Regions from separate parts of the Sus scrofa genome. Here region 1 is linked to region 2. Evidence: chromatin contacts called from public HiChIP or PLAC-seq data. All regions are on one chromosome and are shown on one strand. Each heading gives the region's core, a stretch centred on a gene start, on an enhancer-like site or on the middle of the called end of the contact. The rest is flanking DNA. Distances are from core to core; before and after follow the strand shown. Region 1 overlaps DNAJC1 (dnaJ homolog subfamily C member 1). Region 2 has its middle 4.6 kb from the start of SPAG6.

Region 1 (2,700 bases), core at 10-2,509, 300 kb before region 2:
TTCAAAACCTGAGGGATCTGATTATTTTAGGAAAGTCACTTGCCTGTTTTAGCACCCAGACTTGGATCAAGTCTGAGAATAGTGGACAGATAGGAACAGGGACTGAATGATTTACTCTTCCCTTTGATGTCTAAGTAAGAGCCTCTTATACTGCTGTGAATAAGAGGCCTGACTATACTTCTGGATGATAAATAGTAAAAGGTTCTTAGATAGTAGAAAAATGGTATTAAAAATAATAGTATAAAAGAAGTACAGCTTTTAAAAATATTCTGAAGTCAAAAGCACTGCAAGCACTTGAGGGACTTCCTCTCAAACCCTACTCCAAATGTATACCAGTGATAAAAATTAAAGAGAGAAAATTATAAACATCATGATCAAAACCAGTTAAGTATCTCCGTAGACAAAAACAAATGGAAGCACGTAGCAACAAACAGAGCTCAAGCTAGAGCCCAGACTCCACACCTATAAGTAGGCAGAAGAAATTCGGAGTTTGACTCCCACAGAGTAATGAGGACTAAAAGTACTTTACAAAAGGCCTGGGATCAGAGCCAGGCTTGATGCTGGAAACCAAGGGCTGAAGTGGGACTCTACCACCTGTGGAAAAAAAAATGTAAAAAGTGAGAAGGCCATTGCCCGAGGCTACAGGTTATAAAATACCAAGTATCTGAAATGTTAAGAGGCCATAGTTTTACCCCAACAGCTGAAACCAGGCCAAGCAACCTGCAGGCTTGGTATCTGGATCTGCAATGGCCTCAATATAACCTCAGGAGGGAGCCCTAAGCTGCCTATATAAGACCTACTCCTAGTCTAGGTGTCTCAGGGAAAGGAGTAAAAGCCACTGTAAAGCCCCTAGGGAGGGGTGAATAAAAAGGACAGAGAAACACCCAATCAAGATGAATCTGAAAACCAAAATTCTACCTAAAGAAACATAACATTTTAATTATGAAAGAGAAATTACCTTCACTTTAACTACCTATGTGCAATTCTTCATAAAAATCTTGAAATCTAAAACATGGCTTGAATCAGACACACAACCTGGCACAGCTAAACACACAGGTTTTGCTTAAGAGTCTATAATAACTTCTGTGTACAGTATTAATTAATCCTATGGCCATATTATCAAAGTTGGCATACCCCAAAACATCTTATTTTTTCAAAGTTCAAAAATTTCCTGTTGCTGACTTTGCTGAGCCCAGGGAATTATTTATAGTAACCTCAAATCATGCTTGGTGTAGTTCCAAGACAACTGTTAACTAGGGTGGCTTGGGTCTTTTCTAGGAGAACTGAACACATATCTAAAGACCATAAAAGCAAGTAGGCTTTTCAGCTTGCCGTATTTAAAACAAACAAACAAAAAACACCTTTATTGAGGTATAAATGCTTTACAAAGAACTGTGGGTTGTTGTTGTTTTTAATAACTACTGTTGTGGAGAGAATCAATAATTATTTCCCATGTGCATTTTAAGGCATTTCAGAAAAATAACTCAGAGAGAATATATATTCAGGAATACTACAGAAGAAGACTACAAATAAAGTTGGAAATAGGTATAAGAATGATTTTTGGCTCTACATAAGAAAAAGATTACTTTTACCAAAATTTAACAGGTTGTTTTCATAATCCCCTCCTTGTTAGGCATGAATAAAACAGACTGGAGGACCATCTTCTGGGATGGCTACAGAAGAGGTTCCCACATGAGGAAATAGGTTAGATATTAGTGAGGTTGCTTCCAACTTTGAGATTCTATATAAGTTCTTTAAAGTTTTAATTTTTTTCCTCTCAGTATAGTTTTTAACCAGACAATTTAAAACAGTAATAGTTAGGTACAAGAACCACCAATATGAAGATCTACTCCTTTTCCTTATCTGCTTATGAAATTACAAAAGGCAAAGGCAAAAATATCAGCAATTAATTAATCAAACCAAAGAAAAGCAGTACTTTCAGGAGTCAAATGGAGGTAGCAGAGGTGGCAAGTGAAAAAGGGTGACTAGAATTCCTGATTGATATTACAAAGGGCCAAAAGACTGGCATGCAAGTAGAACTACACCTGGAAGTCTCTTTTTTAAATTATATAATAAGAGATATAAAATAAATGACAGTAGAGAATTCAGTGAATATTTCCTAGCTAGTAATAGATTTTATGAACAAGTTTCAGAACAAATAGGGAGAACAGGTAGCCTCAAAGTTAAAATCACAAAGTAGGAACTCTGGTGATATCTTGGTCAAATCATCATTGAAGACCTAACATATTAAGTTAGAATTATAAAATATAACATGCAAGTCAGCAAAAGTAAATGGCAATTTGGATTAAGGTGATTACCTGAAAACACCCTCGGCAGAGAGGCCTCTCTCCTGGTTGTTCAGAACCATTGTCTTGATAAGAGCAGCATGGACTACACTAACAGATGTTACAAGCCAAAGAAAAGAATGGACAAAATGCACAGAAGACTAACTAGGCAGATGATCTCTAGCACAGTTGTAACAATCTAAATAACAAAGCAAAACCACAAAACCACAATGAGTTAAAACACAAAAATAAAACCTACAAACTGCACCCCTGACAAAGTGGAAAAAGTAATCAGTGATTTTATCCCAAAATGTTTAGATATATCTCTACAACAGAGATATGTTCATCTAAGGAGCTACTATCTAATGTGGTAGCCATTAGCCATGTGTGAGCGCTTGAAATGTGTTAATGCGAC
Region 2 (2,700 bases), core at 109-2,608:
CCATAAATATACAGCAGTTACTTGTATACATCTAACTTTATCTGTAAACTTTCAAGACCTTTACTCTTGAGTTACAATTAAAATAAGCAATTATGTATAATTTCACCAGGGGGGGAAAAAGACACTCCTAGAATAAAAAGCATTTCTTTACAATTCATTTCCTGTCTTACTGATGGGAAAGACATTAGCATTTTCTTCATATAGGTAGTTATTAACCTTTATTCACTTTAAAAAATAAAGATGAGGCAACTTTGGAGTAGGAGAGAAAGTAGTTCAGCATTAGCACTATTCAGATATTTACTCTGAAATCTCCAAAAATAGGATGACAAGAGTTGTGTTGTATAGCTTACTTGGATTAAGGAGGATGCAAATATCTCCACTTAAAGGATGGAGAGTTGTGCCACTGCGTCTTCCTAATCTAACCTACGTTTTAGCGGAGCTCCCTCTAAAACTCTGAGGGGAAACCGACGGACAGGGTGGATAGACTATCTGTGCTATCTTTGTGAAAGCAAAAACCTTGAATACTTTCTCTCTGTATTTTTGAAGTATTTCTTAGGAGTCAGCATACGGTCAATTATTTTTCAGAGCAATCAATGAGCAAGAAGTTTTGGCTTAGGACTTGATGTAGCGAAATGACGTCAAAAATAAAAAAAAATCGAGGCTCGCACATGCGCAGTGAGATGCAGTTTTTTTGGATTTTTTTTTTTTTTTTTTTTTTTTTTTTAAAGTAAAAGCTTTGGGCTCCTCACACCCCCTCGGGGATCCAGCCTGAGCCTCGGGGTCTAGGTAGCTGGCTGATGTAAGATAGTGTAGGATTCCCACACCCCGCTCCCAGCCAAGAAAGTCTGACTGCGCCGCCTCCCGCGGCCCCCCGCCACCAACTGGGCTTTTAAGTCCCGGGGGGAGGAGACAGCCCAGGGGAAGCTGGGCCGACCCGAGCGGCAGCCGCGAGCTTTTCTGGCTGCTCAGCACTGCGGGGCCTTTGCTCCCGGGGTTCCGGTCTCCGCCCGCTCTGGGCTTGCCCCTGCCAGTTGGCCGCACCATTCCCAGGTCCACGAGTCCGCTGCGCCGCGGGGAGGCTTGGGCCGGGACTTCTCGGCGAGAGCCCGCGCAGCCGTGCGGTGCTTGCCGGAGGCCTGGCCGAGGGAAGCAAACCGAAAGGACAGAGGCCTTCTTCATCTTGCAGCCCACCCCCAGCAGACGCTGGCTGCGGGATGCACGACCCCTCCCCTACTGATCCCCAGGCCTGTGTCCGGCGGGGCTGAGAGCAAGCGGGAGAGTAGGACCTCCCCCCTCGCCAGCGCCCGCCGGCCAGCGCACCCCCCCGCCCCAACTCCCCGCCAGGCCCCGCGGGAGGGAGGCCGCCGGCTCCGAGCCTGCGCCGCGCTTCCGCACTCGCGCCCTCGGGCCGCGCGCCCCCGCCTCTGCCTCTGGTCCGCGCTCCCAAACCTGCTATCTCCGCGCCCCCTTTTCGGCCCACCTTTACGACCCCCTGCGGGGGTCTTGCGGGTTTCTAATGGGTAAGATGGCCTGACCCCAGCCCCAGCTGATTCCCGCCCTCCCTCGGCGTTTAGAACTGCGCGGAGACCGCGGAGGTGCCCGTTGGGGTTTGAGAAACTTTGGCCTAAAGAGCCGAGGACACCGCTGGAGCATCACGTTCTTCCCTTCTCCCGGGGCCCCAACACCCCCTCCACGCTGAACGCAGCTGTCTGCCAGCGCCAGCGCCGTCGAGCCGTAGACCCCGCTCCCATTCTGCGCGTCGGCCCAGAACCTTCCGTTTGGGGCTCGCGGAGCCGCGGCGCAACCCTGGCGGGACCCGCACCTGAAGGATGCGTGGGGCCTGTCCTCTCGGGTCTCAGCCCGGATGCGGGATTGGTGTGCTTCGGTGTTTTTTTGTTGTTTTCCCCTATGTGACACCTTCCATCTTTTGTCTCTTGTGCCCTGTACTAATAAAAAGATGGGAAAGGGATAGTACCGACTTTGGCTGAGACAAATCCAACAAGGTCAAGATTTTAAAGAGGTGGGCGACTTGGAGGTGTTCAGAGGGAGTAGTTGACAGACTTCTATAGCAGGGCGCCTAGAGAGTATCTGATAGTGCGGGGTTTGAGTACAAATTTAAAGGAAAACTCATGTAAGTCCTTAAAAAGAAAGTATTCCCATAACATTCGCACACACAACACGCACACCAAGCAGCAATAATTTGATTTTTATGCATGTCCCACTGCCCTAGAAAGCGTTATGCTGCATTTCAGAATTCTACATTAGAAGCATCAATTTTTATATCAATCATTTTGTGCTATATGGTGCCTTTGGAGGTGAAATCATTTGTGTGCGGGATCCCCTAATCAGATTCACTTTGGTAGTGGAAAAGATAAGTTCAGTCTCTGCATCCACTGAATTACTGGAAAAGGAAGCAATGTACAGGCATATTTTTAGAACTTTGGGGCTAGCAAAATCACTGTCATTTTAACATTTTATTGGCCTTAACACAAAGTAAATAAAAACTTTAAATATAAGGAGTTGACTTTAAAAGGCTTGAAAAGCAAAGAATTGGTAACAGGGCACAAACACAACACCAGTATAGAAATGTTAACCTTCACCTCCTAGATGGAAGTGTCCAAGTCTCTTTTGCTCTGCTGACAAACTTGATGGCACAATTGGTTGGTCTGCTGAAACCTAAATGTAAAATCCTGAGGCTTT

What was found. HiChIP or PLAC-seq counts read pairs in DNA pulled down with a chosen protein or histone mark.
Region 1: an H3K27ac HiChIP or PLAC-seq map of skeletal muscle shows a contact between it and region 2, with 7 times the contacts expected there. The contact joins two enhancer-like sites. A contact is called at or near these places in 1 of 5 promoter capture datasets (fetal liver) and 2 of 2 datasets of contacts at active chromatin or transcription factors (alveolar macrophages and skeletal muscle).

Annotation. Positions count from the first base shown.
Region 1 is chr10:52,873,045-52,875,744 of Sscrofa11.1, reverse strand. The region is part of intron 1 of DNAJC1 (dnaJ homolog subfamily C member 1); the gene reads right to left. Among named protein-coding and RNA genes, the nearest start is that of DNAJC1, 12 kb to the right of the region's middle. Within about 2 kb of position 1,259, at least 4 of the 83 cell types and tissues checked have an H3K27ac peak or open chromatin away from gene starts, as enhancers often do. A contact at or near this core is called in skeletal muscle, where this site is marked.
Region 2 is chr10:52,575,214-52,577,913 of Sscrofa11.1, reverse strand. No RefSeq gene overlaps it. Among named protein-coding and RNA genes, the nearest start is that of SPAG6, 4.6 kb to the right of the region's middle. Within about 2 kb of position 1,358, at least 56 of the 83 cell types and tissues checked have an H3K27ac peak or open chromatin away from gene starts, as enhancers often do. A contact at or near this core is called in skeletal muscle, where this site is marked.